4 separate regions of the Mus musculus genome follow, and all the other regions are linked to region 2. A link is a contact called in public Hi-C and HiChIP or PLAC-seq data. All regions are on one chromosome and are shown on one strand. The core of a region is the stretch at or near the end of the contact, and the rest is flanking DNA. Distances in the headings are between cores, read along the strand shown.

Region 1 (3,471 bases), core at 326-2,825, 210 kb after region 2:
TCGGTAATGGCGGCTCTTCCCATGTCCCAGGCAAACACTAGTCCAAGCCATTGTACTTTACTCCCCGGGAATAGCTTCACAACGAGTATCATCTGCAGCGGACTGATGGAGAAATTAGAGGCTGTACAAGCTACAGAAATTGCTCAAACTCACTGTTGAGTGCAGACGGAGAGCCGGTGTCAAAAGGTCTGTGCTATCACCTGACTTCCTCCTCGGTAGAAGAAAGAGCTTAAATAGCTAGGCCTTGTGTGTGTGTGTATGTGTGTGTGTGTGTGTGTGTGTGTGTGTGTTGCCAAGGTATAATTCCCCCACCTGTTTCCAGATGGACACATCCTGGCAGAGGAAGCGCCCAGGGGTGTTTAATGCCAGGGGCTGCCAGAGGCTTGTAAACAGGGCCATAGACAACACCCGCACCAACAATTATACCCAAGGCCGAAAAGCAGCCAGTGGTGTGTCACCTCCCATCTGCACAAGCTACAGCCACAATTTGCCGAGACAGCACCTTGTATGTCTAGAAAAGCCAGACCCAGATATTTCTGGGCCCAAGGACAGCGGGCTTCCTCATTAAAAAAAAAAAAAATTATCAGACAGATAACCACTTAAAGTTTGAAAGTGTCATAACTCAGCCACCCAGACACATGCCAAACACCACCTCTTTTTCTTTTCTGTCCTCCCAAGTACAGATGTTAATTAGGGGTCATTGAAAGGCCTCGTGCATGCAGCTGCTGACCTCCTGGAGACCGCCCACTGGTGACCTTCAGGAATGACCAAGTTCAAACACCAAGCCGCTTTCGATTTAATCACAGGCTGCGGCTAGCTGCAAACACCCCTGTGCAAACAGGGCGCTTAGGAGAGGGAGCCAGTTCTGCAAACAAACAGCACTGGGCAGACACTCAGCTCTCAGAAACCCTGAAGGCTGACATCACAACCCCAGGCTCCAAGCCAGAAATTCTGTAGGCCCTGACCCAGCCACAGAGGGCGGGAGGTTTGCTCAGAATTTATTGGGAAGCTGTGGATAAATTTCCTTTAGAGTTACCTGATGAGTGTGGCGCTTTGTGACAGTTAATCTGGATGTGTTCTGCAGCCAATATGGAGGGGGTGTCATTGTCAAATTCCTGTTTTGAGTTGATAAAGGCTTAAACAGAAATGGACCTTCGATGATTCAGCTTACTCTTACCAAGTGTTTACTACGCACCCCGGAAGAGCCATTCATGCGGCAAATACTTATTGAGCACCTACTATGAGGTAGGCTCTGGAGACACAGTGGTCCCCATCTGTTGATCATTTTGCAGGCTGGAGAGGAGCTCAGACGTGAAGGCATGATGTGTGTGATGCTGAAGAGCCGAAGGAAATGGGATAGTGCCAAGGGAGACTTCTGGAGCCACTGGAGACTTCCGGGTGCGGGGAGCTCAAAGAGCTGCCCCCATGGAAATGAAGTTTAGTTTATAAACTGATTGAATTGGGGAAAGCCCAGTGGGGCTCCACCCATCCTTCTCTCGGGCTTCCTGCAAGAAGCACCGGAAGTGAGTTCGAGAAGCCTGAAGGGAACTGTAGTTCGGTTTGTAGAACTTGCTGGAAGAGCAGGAAGCAGTTAACAGAAGCTTTGTAAACTCTGAACTCAGACTCTGTGCTAGGACCCGCGGCTGCGCGGGTTTCACAGGAAAGTTAGATGACGACACGGTCTTGCTTCTCCTTTCCAGTCACCCTCAAAGAGTCCAAGGTATGAGTGGCTGGCAGAGAGGGCAGGTGGGAGCACTCGGGACCTGACTGGGGACAGGGGAGATGGGGCAACAGTGGGGGTGTTGGGGAGGGCGACCTGGCAAGGCAGGTGGGAAGGGTGACCCCTGCCACAGAGCTCTGGGCGAGCAGAAGAAAATTCACAGAGCCGCAAGCTGAGTCAAGAAGCCCGAGAGAAGGATGTGTGGAGCAGGACATGGCAAATTCTCTTAACTATTGAACCATCTCTCCAGCCCCTCTTTCTCTCTTTTCAAAGATTTATTTTTATTTTATGTGTATGAACGTTTGCCTGCATAAATGTCTGTGCACCACATGGATGCAATACCCATAGAGGCCAGAAGGGGGCATCAGATTCCCAGGACCTGGAAATTCCCAGGCACTTTCACATGGTTGGGAGCCACCAGGCCCTTTGGAAGAGCAGCCAGTGTTCCTAACCACAGAGCCATCTCTCTAGCCCCTTTAGAATCTCCTTTTTAAGGGCCTTAATTCTAACTGTTACAATGTCCAACTCTTTGCTGCACCACACTTGGTACCTGAGAGCAGAGATATGTTTAATCGCCTTAGCAGTCTGCTGGGTCAGAAAAGGAAAGAAGAGAGTCTGTTTGCAGGAACTGTAATCTAAGTCTGAGAAAGCAGCTGTGATTCCCACCTGCTGTGCACCCTGAGGGGAATCCTGGGAAAGGAACAGCACACAGTTCCGCCTCTGTCTTTCTTCCCTACATCCCTCTCTCAGGAAGTAAGCCTTCCCGTATCTTGTTCTCGGTTGAAGGACCCGTTGAAGCCCCTCTATTCCTAAGGAAGAAAAGAAAAACCGTTCTCCAGGAGATGATCTGAAAGAGTCAAGCTTTGGATTCTATATGTCTTGAAGCCGTCATTTGAGTGACCCTTGCCCTTGTGCATTAAGAATTCTCCAGCAGGAAACTGAACAGTATTGATTAGATTTGAAGATATGGCTGGAGAGTAGGCTCGTCAGTTAAGGTTATATACCACTCTTGCAGAGGACTGAGTTCAGGTCCCAGCACCCACAATGCCTGAGACTCTTGCTTTGGGAATCCAAGTTATCTGCCTGTACCTACATACCCCGCACCCCAAGACACATACACCTACGCATAATTAAAAATAAATCTTTTTAAAAAACTGAATACATCTACCCTTTGACCCAAAGGCTCAAAAGTATAGGAATTTATCTTGCAGAAAATAGTCTCCTGTGTGGATAAAAGCCTCATTAAGCTTTCTTTTTTGTAAGGTCACACCATTTTCAACCCTCGAGGATTAGTTAAGTGAGTATGACCCATACCGATAAAGAAATAGTCTCAAGTCCTTTAGAATTGATTTTCTGGCATTTAACTGAAATCTGACTGTGTGGGCTTTAACAACACAGGAATACTTATGGCCAGGTGATAAGGCCAAAGGGAGATGCCCCAGAGTGGATATGATGAATCTACTTAACCATCTCCCATGTCTTTTGGTTGGCCATCTTGCTCATGACCTTTCTTCCCCCCCCACCACCACCACCACCAAATGCCTGCAGAGCACCCCAGGCGCCATATCTGCTTGAAGGAAGAAGGATAGACAACCTCTCCCCCCTTCCCCCCTAGAAAACAGCATTCCCAGAAGTCTCAGTCAATCTGCTCCCACTTACACCTAACGGACAGTGGCTGGGTTAGTGGCCACCCTGCGCACAAGGGACGCTACAAATGTCGGTCCTCCATTAAATTGAGTTGGTTTGAAAAA
Region 2 (3,721 bases), core at 1,021-3,520:
ATTGCAATGTCACTGCAGTGTAACTAAGAACCCAACAGCTTTATCAACTGTGTCACACTGCACAAGGCCCTCAGGAAAAGGGCTCCTCAAGAGAGTGTCTGAAGAGGAGCTGCTGCGAAGGAAGGCGAAGAGGGAAATGTTCCTGATGAATCTACTGTAGACTTCCAAGAGCCTAGAGACTGAATGCTATAAAATGAAAAACACAAGCTCTTGAAATAGCCATGAACTATACCAATTTACTATAGGGTGAAGATGGTAACATGAAAAATACCCAAGTTCATGCATTCTGACATTGAATTTGTTAGTGTCCTGAAAAAAAAAAAAGTAAATTTGAGAGTGCCAGAAGCCAAAGAATATACACAATACACAACTGAAAACAAAACCCCTGACTTTATTTTTAACCCCTAGGCTGCTGTGTTTTCTCAGCCTGCAAGACCTCTACACCCACAAGCAGGTTTCAGATGGGTTTCTCAGACGACTAAACAACTCTTGGCTCAGCAGGTCCACAGGGAGAACTATGAAGGACGTCTCCAAGTCCCGTCTCTGCCACGAAGGGACTGAATTTACTGCATTTTGGAGGCCGCATGAAGCTCAATATCTCTTAGAATGTGGATGACTCGGCACCATCCCATAGGTAGCAGTTTTTGTGCAGAACCATCACAAACATCATGTATTACACACTATGACTCCAGTCCTTACCAGACAGACACTCAGGGTATTTCTACTACACTTTCAGTATGCTGTGCTGGGAACTCTGCCAGCTTTTTGGATTTTTTTCCCCCTCCTGTCAGCAGGGTTGACTTAGAATGAATGATACATAAATGAAATATGAATGAAAGCATTTGAACTGTGGGGCGTTCTGTAGACACTGCAACAGTGTTTGTATCAGCAACAATTTTAGTGTTATTACTATGCTACTTTATGTGTAGTCCCTGTTTCCTCTCAAAGCTATTTTGCCTTGATGATGCTGTCTAGGTTAGAAAGATATACACAGCCTGTGGGGTACTTATTTGGGAAGTAACCATTCTCACAGAAGCTGTCTTTCGAGACTATAACTGCAAAGGTCTTGTGATGGGCTGGGTTTTAAATTATTGTGTAAAATACTAGCAAATATGTCAAAAAAAAAAAAAAGCACACTCCATACTGACCTCTGAAAACCTCTAGGAGTATACTTTATAACTGTGTGGTTTTGCTGTTAGAGAGCAGAGATTGCTGTAAAATGGAATCATCTATCTTGTCTGCTAAGATGCAGAACTCAAGTTTTATTGGCTGCATGCTGTGGTTCCCCCAAAACAAAAGTTCCACCAATGCTGCAGTTATTTTTAAAAGTAATCTGTATTCCAATTCTTACAGCAGAGCATGGTTATAGATGCTTTTTTAAAAGTCACATCACCAGAAAATCAATACTAGAATCAAGCTTTTTTTTTTTTTTGTTTTTTGTTTTTTCAAGACAGGGTTTCTCTGTGTAGCCCTGGCTGGCCTCAAACTCAGAAATCCGCCTGCCTCTGCCTCCCAAGTGCTGGGATTAAAGGCATGTGTCACCACGCCCAGCTTAGAATCAAGTTTGGTAAATGGAATAATATTTAAAAACAAATCCACATGTACTTGTACGCACAAATGTATGAATTTTTATGTATTCAATCCCTTCTCCAATTCCAAACCAAATCAGGTTGAGCTGGGTAGACAGCAACCAGACAAAGAAAGGTATTTTCTCTGCCTCTCAAAGAGCCACAATTCTATCTGATGCAAGAATATGACAGACCTGGCAACCAGTGAGAGATAGATGGCATAACTACTTGTTCTACCATGAACTGGTAACAAAGTCTTCTTTAATGATTTGATCCAGCTGCCAGTCTGGCAGATCAATGTGGCTTACTGAGAAACTGTACCTTAGGTCCTCACTGCAGGTCCCTAGTACACCATTTATTATGTGCAAATGCACTGCCCAGAAGCTGCACTTCACCATCATCTAGCTCCAGCAAGAAAGGAAAATAAGAAAACTACCCCAGATCACCACTCACAAGATTTCTTATTCACGATCGAGACATCCAAATTTAAACTAAGGAGGAAAGGATACTATCACACACATCCTTTCAGTCAGGAAGAGAAAGCTGATATCTGTAAAGCCTTCAAACCACAGGAATTCAGAGACACTTCACATCAATTATTTAAGAAACAGCTAATCTCTTATAAAGCAAAGGAAAAGGAGGTTCAGGTCACTTGACCAGAGTATAAACACTGTTTGCTTCCTTCCTTTCCCTGCCAATAAAAAAGGAAGAGAGAAGCCTAATGAGTCCTCACAGAAAGCCGCAATCATTTTAAGGCTATTTCTCTGACCAAGAGCTATTTCTAAACAATGATGCACTTTTTGTAACTGTTAATTTTACCATATTTTAAAAGTGTTTATTTCATACAACATGTATGTTACAAATGTGTTTTGTGGTCAACACTAACAGCTAGTATGTTAATAGTTTGCATATTCACACAGCAAGACTTACATAAAACCCAAGAACTCAAAAATTCTCCTGAAATGCTCTTCCCCCTTTCTCAATGTTCACAAAACAAAAGCCATTTAAAACATTCTTGCTGGGCATTGGTGGCCCACGCCTTTAATCCCAGCACTTGGGAGGCAGAGGCAGGCAGATTTCTGAGTCCAAGGCCAGCCTGCTCTACAGAGAGTTCCAGGACAGCCAGGGCTACACAGAGAAACCTTGTCTCGAAAAAACCAAAAAAAAAAAAAAACCAAAACAAAACATTCTTAAGTGTTCCATTCGTAAAAGTCTTTGTTTCAAAATGATACAAGAAAGTGTAATAGTGACACTATAAGCTTTGTGTTTGAAATCTTGATAATATTAATACTGATGAATTTTAAGGCATGATTAGAGAATTATGGATGCTTTGAAAATAAGTATATAACATACGTTATATATAATAATTAAGTTATATAATCACATATTGTCATTTTTCTTTTTATGTTCATTTTTCAAAACTATTCTACCATCAAAACGGCCACCATTTTTTGTAAGGAAAGAAAAGGTTAGAAAAGAACCATATTGGCAAATTAGAAACAATTCAGAGAGAATCGAAGGATGTGGCCTTTAACTCAGAATTAATAATCAACCTCCTTAATGTCAAGTAATGGACAGCAAGAGCTGAGACCTGTCACAGGGGTAACTCAAGGACAATAAGCACTTTTGCGATCCCCAATCCAAAACTTTTCTATAGGAAGCTACAAGGATAAATCCCTTGAGAGCCCTTCAAAGTTTTGTCTACACTGTTTGGCTAAAGGCTAACAAGGTCTCTTAACTCACAGCACTAACACAGGCTACTTTCTTGCTTTGGGGGAAAGCTTTTCTAATGAAGGTCCCAGCGACAGCCTGGCCAAATGCTAAAGGCCCTGAGCTGAGCCTGTAGCTGCTGAGCCTGTAGCTGCTGCACCTGTGTTAGATGAGTGCTGCCTCTGCTTCTGCTGTCTTGCTCTCCTTCTTCCAGACAGGGCGTCACTATGTCCTGCAGCCCTCAGCCCTCCCTGCTCAGATGTCAGACTGAGGTCACAGTGTACAACAAACACCCCAACCAGCCTCTATGTTCCTCCTACTAAATAGTGCAGTACACCTTTGTTGAGTCCTAACAGGCACTGGAAACCATACTTGGGTTTAAATCCTGGCTTCATCAGGTAGCAGCAAATTGCTTTAAAGTCCCATTTTGGCTTCCTTACCTG
Region 3 (3,496 bases), core at 308-2,807, 170 kb after region 2:
TGCATAAACTAGCAGTCTAGCTATTTACCAGCGCTGTCAATATTGTGTACTGGACATAATTATATGTCCTAGGCTCAGATACATCTGGCAGTGTAGCCGGCGGGTGGATGCCAGCAACCCATTAACACACACCGTCTTGTGACCTTATGATGTCTGTGGCATCACACCAGGAATTTCCCAGAATCCCTTAAACCTTATAGGATGGAGATCACACGGATCATCAGCTGTTGACGGAAACATCAGATATGCTGTGAGTCTGCCCTAGACAGTCAGGCTGCTGTGGAGACTAAACATAAACCCAGACAGCAAGAAGGCCGAGGTGAAAGAGAACGGCATTCTTGTAAACGTGTCCTGCTTCCCCGACACCCCCTGAACACAGAGTCTTTCCGTCTGCTTCTTCTGGATCCCATGTGCATTATCAGCCTGTGGGCTCCTGTCTCCTCCACAATCCCGTTGCAAGGCACAGGGCGAATCTTAGTGTCAATGACCGAATAGCGGAATGAAGGACACACAACCCGTTCATTCCTCTGCAGCAAAATTTAATTATTCCTAGGATACAGGCTTCTTCTGACAAGACCCTCAGAGCATCTGTGTACCATGATGATGTTCTGGTGGCAGCAGGGCAACAGCAGGAGCTGCCCCTGGCTTTCTCGCAGCGTCTTCGGAAAACACGCCATTAAAGCTGATGCTATGTGTGGGCAAGAGAAACGAGCGAGCGTCAATACCCCGATTTAGGATCTCTGTATAAGGAAGCTGGATCCTCAAAGGCAGAGCCACTCTGTCAAGAGCACAGATAGAGTAGATGGAAGCTGGCTGGCTGGGGTCCCTGTGTGGAACTGGCTCCACCACTTCCTAAGAACTGCGAGGTTTAGCTGAGCTCAGCGGATCTCTAGGAAAAGTTGAAGTGTGTGGACAGCTTTTATCTCTTGTGAAGTAAAAAATTTTAAAGTGTGTGTGTGCACGCTCACACACGTATGACCACAGAGGCCAGGAGAGGGTGTTGGATCCCTTGTAGGGGGGATCACAGATGGTTGGTTGTGAGTTATCTAATACAAGTACTGGGAACTGAACTCAGACCCTCTGTGAGAGCAGTGAGTGCTCTTAACTGCTGAGCCATCTCTCTGGACCCCAGTAATGTTTTCTTAAGGTAGAGGATCTGGCAAAGGGGGTGGGGTGGGGTGGGGTGGTTCCTAGCCTCCCTGCCATCCCAGGAGTCCCAGGGACTGATGGGAGTAATGGAGGTGGGTGTCTGGAAAGGGGGGCTATGGGGGTAGGGTGGGGGGTGGGCTATCTTTGCAGTCAGCATAGGGTCCTCACTAGCGCTACTCAGAGGGCTGCACCAGGGAGACAGCTGTCAGACCACTCACCCAGCACTGTGGGCTGGTTATGGTAATTTTTCTGACAAATCACAGAGGAGAGCTCAGAAGGGAAGAGCTCTTGTTCCAAGTCACCGAACAGTCTCACATATGCTCAAAAGCCTTCTCTGTACAAATAAAGGAAGTGCCACTAACTCCACTTTCCAGAGGAAAGTGACTCATTAATTGCTTACCCAGAGTCACTGGCAGAGCTGAGATTGAAAGCTCGGATGAAGGTCTGATGCCAAAGCCCTGAGTGGGGCCCTGGTGTAACACGGGGATGGTGAGGAGGGAGCTAGGTGGGACTGACAGCTAGTGTGGGGCCCTGGGTACCAGCCAGGAATGTGGAATTACACTAAAGACTCCCTTCGGGGCACAGCAAATGACTTTTTTTCCCCTCAAGGCCAGCAGTGAAGAACAACTGATTACAGACTGAGCTACAAGCCTCAGCCCCTGACTGAGGCTGTCACAGCAAGGAAGGAGCCATGCTGGAGGGTCGTGTGCAGAGATCCCTACAGAGTGCCACGGAATTAATTGTGCATCTTTAATGGAGTGCATCTTTAGCTGACCTAGGGCCCGATTCTTGCCCTTAAAGAGTAAATAAAGTCCTTAAAACTAGCAAAAGGTGATGTGAGGTCCAGTATGTAAAAGGCACGTCGCTCTTGACGCTTCGTCCTTTAACAAGATACCCTGGATGTTTTTTGGATGGCCCTCAAAGACTTTAAGGGGTTACCACATCCAGATAAGAGGGACTGTGGTGCTAAAAATATAGAAAGGGCTTGTGGAGGAAGATCTGGGAACTTTAATGGAAAAGCCTGCCGCTCTTAAGTAAAAATAAGGGGACCAGAGAGAGGACTGAGAAGCCCCAGCCCCAAGCCCAGCTTTGTCTCCTGCCCCCAGTGAGTGAATTGACTCTCTTTAAACCCTAAAAGCAAGTGGCTCCAGTAGATGGAATCCCAGGAGCACCCAATCCGAGGTGCAGAGGAGAAGCAGGGCGGGGCAGAGATACCTGGGGTGGGGGAGGGGTCTCTGCAGGTGCCACCACAGGAAGCACTCTCCTCTGTCACCCGTCCTGATGTGGCATGATTGGTTTTTAAAGCCTTTTAAACCCTATTTTTACACCGAGCACATTTCTCTTCTCTTTCAAAGGAACAAAGGGATCACACAGCCCACATGCCCTTCAAACTGGCAGCTGGGGAGGAAAGGCAGGGTGCAGATCTGCAGCCACAGAGAGCTGGTTCCCCCACGTCCGCCTCCTGCATCCGACAGAAGGGCAGCCAGCAGATGCAGGCTCCGTGGAGCCACCCATCCCGAAGGTTTCCAGTGCCCTGGCAACCAATTATTACAGTGGCATTCAGTAGTTTAGGGAAGGTTAAACCCCTGTCTTTCTCCCAGATACTTAGATGACCCTGGTCAGAAAGTCCGGTGTCCTTCCATGTGACCAGGGTGAACCCACTGTGACATGCTTTACCTGCTGTACGCACACACAAGTACTCGAAGGGTTTTATTACATTGGCATCTGCATTGCTTAAGGAAAACAATCTCCTTTCACTTTCTGGGTTTCTCTTAAAATGGAAAATATTAGCACTATTACTCACACAGTTATTTTAAAAATGGAAGGACAGATGATTCATCTCCAACTCCAGAGATAGAGAGTAAGTATTGGGGTGACTTCTCTGAGCCTTTGAGTTTTGGTCTCATTAGGAGAGACACCTGGCCAGCATGCATGGCGTCTCCCAGGCCTCTTCCAATCTCATCGAGTTCTAAGAATCCCAGGTCTCCCCACCCCTCAGTCCTGAACCCCTACCGATCCCATCTGGATCTCGAGTGTGCTTAGCTAAGACCTTACAGTGGGTTGCTAAGTGCTTGTATTATGCCCTCTGAAAAGTCAGAGCAGGAAGCAAAGTTGCAAGGGAAAAAAATCCATACTCGTGATAAAGATTCTGCAAGGAGATTGGCTGATTAGAACTTCCCAGTGGTTCAGAGTAGAAATGTTATAGATTCAGAGTCCAAGTTATCTTACACCGAAAACTCCTCTTCATAGCTGTTCTCTGTGTCCAACCTGACACCGTGTGACCCTCAGGCGCAGGTTTTTAGATTGCATTATTTAGGTCTTTGTCAACTTGACACTATCAGGCTGG
Region 4 (3,811 bases), core at 742-3,241, 140 kb after region 2:
TCTTAACCACCAAACTGTCTCTCCAGTCCCTGCCAGGCTCACGTTATGACAACTCACCACCCTGATAACTAACCTGGTCTCAAAAGAAGCATATTAATCCCTTCTTGAGGGAAGCAGTCCCACACACTACCTCTCAAAAGTCCACCACCTACCCAGATTATCACATTGTGTTTATAATGTCTTGAGCCTCCAAAAGAGTTTTGGTAGCCGACCGTTTAGTTTTGAATTGTAGTGTGCCATACAAGCCCTCCCAGACAGATGTGACGACATCTGCAGGAGTTCAGATCACGGAGCAGAGGTCTTTGAAAAGCAGGTGTTCCAGAACTCAACTTGGGTATGATAAGCAGCAGTTCCAAACGCTTGTGGCAACGTCCAGAGCAGGGGCGAGATCCCAAATGAGCACTCAGTTGAGCTTCCTGCTAGAGGTCTGTGAACCCCTCCCCTGTACCTCACGCTGACTGCGAGACACTGTCCAAGCCACATAGTAGCTTCCTCCATAGCTGAACAGAAAACAGTTGCCCGGGAAACGGTTTCACTCTTCCATGAGGTACTACTGACAGGAATTTGTTTCTATCACTCTTTTGAGTGCCCAGGGACCCTTGCCTGAGTGTCTCTGTCTCAGAGGAAGGCAGCCTGCCTTCCCAAGCAAGGCAGACTGTGAGCCATTATTTATATCAGCTTGAGGCATTTCACTCTGTTCCTATTTTTCTGAGTGTGTGTGTGTGTGTGTGTGTGTGTCTTTTTTCTTTCTTTTTTTTAAATCACAGTGGCCACTACTAAATTTCATCACGTGCTTTTCCTTTACTGATTTATCAAACCATGGTTTTGGTTTGTTTGTTTGGTTGGTTTTTTTTCCTGTTATTTTAATGGATTACACTGTGGGCTTGCAATACTAAATCAACCTGAGATAACCCCTCCTTTATTTGTGGGATATGATTAATCCCTTTGACATGTAACTGAATCTTATTGGCATCTCAAGAGTGTTTATATGTTCTTGAGTGCCATTGATACGTGAATTTCTTTTCTGTATCTATTTCAGGAGCAGCGTAAGACCAGCTTCACAAAAGGAATTGGGAAGTTGGTTTCCTTACCCTGTTTCTTCAAGATATTCTGTAGAGCGTCAATTTCCCCCAGTGGCCCCAGCAGAAACTACCCAATTAGGAAAGAAGGCCGCAGGCACCATTTGCTTCTGATATACACAATTATTCACACATTGTTTCATTCCAGCAGGCATGTGTCTTTCCTGAAACAAATTGCTTTCCAGATCCTCTGCCTTCTAGTCCCAAGGGTCATTAGATCACTAGGTCACTAGTGTGGCCGGTGAGTGAGTGGCCCAGAAAACCTGAGAGAGGTTCAGAAGCCACAGCTACAACAGCTACAAGGTTACAACTTGGGCGAGAAGAATGTATGGGGTCGCCATAGTGTGCTTGCTTTCTCCAGTGAGCCCTGACTCCATTCACAGTGTGATCTTATTTTGCATTTGAAGCCCTACTGTTCCCAGCTGGAGGAAGGGCAGGAGTTATTGCTCTCCTGAACTGATTGATCCTTGTACTGACAGTCGTCGGTCGTCCCTTTCTTGCAGCTGCTGGGCATTTTGTGCCATTACCTGATTAAGTAGCAGATGCAGTGAACTTGGCAGACAACTTCCTATCTGGTGTGATCTGAAATGGAAGCTGTTTTGTCAGTTCATGGACCCTTTCCTGAAGCAAACTGAAAGGAAGTGTGGCGAAAGTGGCAAACATTACTTGCTGAAATCCAGATCTTCGGACCCCGAGGCCCAGCCATCCTCTGTGTGAGTAGCCGTCAGAGGCTTTATATTTAGGCCGAGCCCGGACTCTTTTCTTTACTGGAGAACACTTTTTACTTCAGAGGATGATTGCAAAACTTTAACACTGTCACGTGTGTATTTGGCGCTTTCCCTGCTGTTGTGACAAAGCACTAAGACCAAGGCAACTTACAGAAGCAAGAATCCATTGTTGTAGCAAGTGCCAGGAAGCTGCGAGATCTCACCAACAAGCACCTCGCGGAGAAGAGAGGGAACCGGAAGTGTGGCTGGGGCTGAGGAGGCAGTGGCTCTAAAGGAGCGTCAAGGCAGGAGGCTGAAGAGGTAGCAAAGCCAAGCGGGATGGGGGCGGGAGTGGTGGTGGGGGTGAGCAGATGGGAAGGGAGCAAGAGCAGCGAAGAAGGAGAAAGTTTAGTTCCCAAAGAGCTGGGCTGCTCACTTGGTTTTGGCAGGCATGGAAAGCTAGTCTTTAGGAGAGACGTGACAGGACTTTTTAAAACAGGTTCTCTTTAGAAAGGAGAAGAGATAGGCTCAATAGAGAGCATGCTGTCTTCACAGGGCACCTCAAACTCACCAGGAAACAATCACAGAAGCAATGCAGATTCTTGACTCCTGTTGTGTCTGAAGTTCTGGCCCTGGACTTTACACTTTAAGTAAACTAGCTGTCGATCAGTGGCATCCTGAACCCCTGAGCCATAGAACTGAGCAGGTTCTGAATGCTCCCTTCTTCTCTTCTCCCCTTCCCTCCCCTTCCCTCCCCTTCCCTCCCCTTCCCTCCCCTTCCCTCCCCTTCCCTCCCCTTCCCTCCCCTTCCCTCCCCTTCCCTCTCCTCCCCTCTCCTCCCCTCTCCTCTCCTCTCCCCTCCCCTCCCCTCCCCTCCCCTCCCCTCCTCTCTGCTTCTTCTTCTTCCTCCTCCTGCTCTTCTGCTTCTCCTCCCTCTCCCTCTCCTTCCCTCCTCTTCTTCTTTGGGCATCTTTTTTTGGATACTTTCCTGCTTTCTTCTTTGTATACTGTTCATTCAGACCTTTTGTCCACTATTAAACTTGGGATCTTTCTTATTTTTGCGTTTTAAGTGTAAATTGTTGAGGGCTGGAGAGACAGTTCAGTGGTTAAGAGCACTGGCTGCTTTTGTAGATGACCCAGGTTAGTTCCCCCCGGCATCCACATAGGAACTCACAACCATACATAATTCTAGTTTTAGGGAATCTGACGCCGTCTTCTGGCCTCTGTGTGCACTGCACCCCTATGGTGCACAGGCAGACACACAGGAAAATGCACACATAAAACAAATAAACTTGAAAATATATATTGTATATTTTGTGTTGGGAGCCAAAACTAAATTCTTTATAATAATCCAAGTGAAAAAGATGACCACCAAGTCTTAAGACATAAAGCTGAACCTCCTCCCCAAGCTGACTAAATCCAGACAAAGGTCACCAACAGACTGTTCCAGTTGACCCCCTCCCCAAGCTGACTAAGTCCAGATGAAGGACACCAACAATTACACAAGATGACTCCAGACCTGACTGACGCTCTTGCGCACGCCAGACTTGCCAGCAAGAACGACGCTGCAACAGGATCCTTCTGCACACGTTTATTGGGAGAGACTGATTGCAGAGGCGAAGAGAGACCCCAAGCCCAGAACTGGTGCTGCTTATATAGGCCTAGGAGAGGCGTGTCTCACACCCGGATTGGTTATGCATGGGTTATGCTTACCACCTCATTTGCATGTCTCACATCTGATTGGTTAACATGTCTCTCATCTGATTGGTTAACTTGTCTCTCATCTGATTGGTTAACTTGTCTCTCATCTGATTGGTTAACTTGTCTCTCATCTGATTGGTTAACTCTCAAAACCTCATCTTGGCAAGAAACTTTACTGCCTATGTATGTGTGGTGGCCAGTGGTGGCCAGTGCCACCCTGCAACGGCACATGTGGCTTCCCACATCTCCCCCTTTTGTTTTAATAAAATGAGGCTGGACTAGGCCTGTGCAATTATGTCCATCCACCGTGGCTGCTGTTTTAGG

The links. A called contact is a pair of places that touch in the nucleus more often than the background predicts. HiChIP or PLAC-seq counts read pairs in DNA pulled down with a chosen protein or histone mark.
Region 1: an H3K4me3 HiChIP or PLAC-seq map of bone marrow-derived macrophages shows a contact between it and region 2, with 4 times the contacts expected there. The contact joins the promoter of 2210417A02Rik here to the enhancer-like site in region 2. A contact is called at or near these places in 4 of 39 promoter capture datasets (the 3T3-L1 cell line, the C10 cell line, embryonic stem cells and 1 more), 10 of 484 Hi-C or Micro-C datasets (the HL-1 cell line, bone marrow, bone marrow-derived macrophages and 5 more), 6 of 115 datasets of contacts at active chromatin or transcription factors (astrocytes, bone marrow-derived macrophages, embryonic basal ganglia and 3 more) and 2 of 9 other capture datasets (adipose tissue and liver).
Region 3: a contact with region 2 is called in a Hi-C map of the C2C12 cell line, with 3 times the contacts expected there. The contact joins two enhancer-like sites. A contact is called at or near these places in 13 of 484 Hi-C or Micro-C datasets (the C2C12 cell line, the N1E-115 cell line, Sertoli cells and 7 more), 12 of 115 datasets of contacts at active chromatin or transcription factors (the NIH/3T3 cell line, bone marrow-derived macrophages, cardiomyocytes and 8 more) and 3 of 9 other capture datasets (adipose tissue, liver and pancreatic islet).
Region 4: a contact with region 2 is called in a Hi-C map of bone marrow-derived macrophages, with 27 read pairs. The contact joins two enhancer-like sites. A contact is called at or near these places in 1 of 15 datasets of contacts at CTCF or cohesin (large pre-B cells), 8 of 484 Hi-C or Micro-C datasets (the HL-1 cell line, Th2 cells, bone marrow-derived macrophages and 5 more), 3 of 115 datasets of contacts at active chromatin or transcription factors (bone marrow-derived macrophages, embryonic hindbrain and memory CD8 T cells) and 2 of 9 other capture datasets (adipose tissue and liver).

What each region holds. Positions count from the first base shown.
Region 1 is chr5:148,740,265-148,743,735 of GRCm38.p6, forward strand. 2210417A02Rik (RIKEN cDNA 2210417A02 gene) reads left to right here and starts at 1,576. Exons shown (of 2, transcript NR_028285.1): 1 at 1,576-1,720; 2 at 2,471-2,875.
Region 2 is chr5:148,534,086-148,537,806 of GRCm38.p6, forward strand. All of the region lies in intron 1 of Ubl3 (ubiquitin-like 3), which reads right to left. Among named protein-coding and RNA genes, the nearest start is that of Ubl3, 17 kb to the right of the region's middle. Within about 2 kb of position 2,271, at least 39 of the 459 cell types and tissues checked have an H3K27ac peak or open chromatin away from gene starts, as enhancers often do. A contact at or near this core is called in the C2C12 cell line, the HL-1 cell line, bone marrow-derived macrophages and 2 more, where this site is marked.
Region 3 is chr5:148,706,719-148,710,214 of GRCm38.p6, forward strand. No RefSeq gene overlaps it. Among named protein-coding and RNA genes, the nearest start is that of 2210417A02Rik, 33 kb to the right of the region's middle. Within about 2 kb of position 1,558, at least 163 of the 459 cell types and tissues checked have an H3K27ac peak or open chromatin away from gene starts, as enhancers often do. A contact at or near this core is called in the C2C12 cell line, bone marrow-derived macrophages and pancreatic cancer cells, where this site is marked.
Region 4 is chr5:148,672,465-148,676,275 of GRCm38.p6, forward strand. No RefSeq gene overlaps it. Among named protein-coding and RNA genes, the nearest start is that of Gm36140, 40 kb to the left of the region's middle. Within about 2 kb of position 1,992, at least 28 of the 459 cell types and tissues checked have an H3K27ac peak or open chromatin away from gene starts, as enhancers often do. A contact at or near this core is called in bone marrow-derived macrophages, where this site is marked.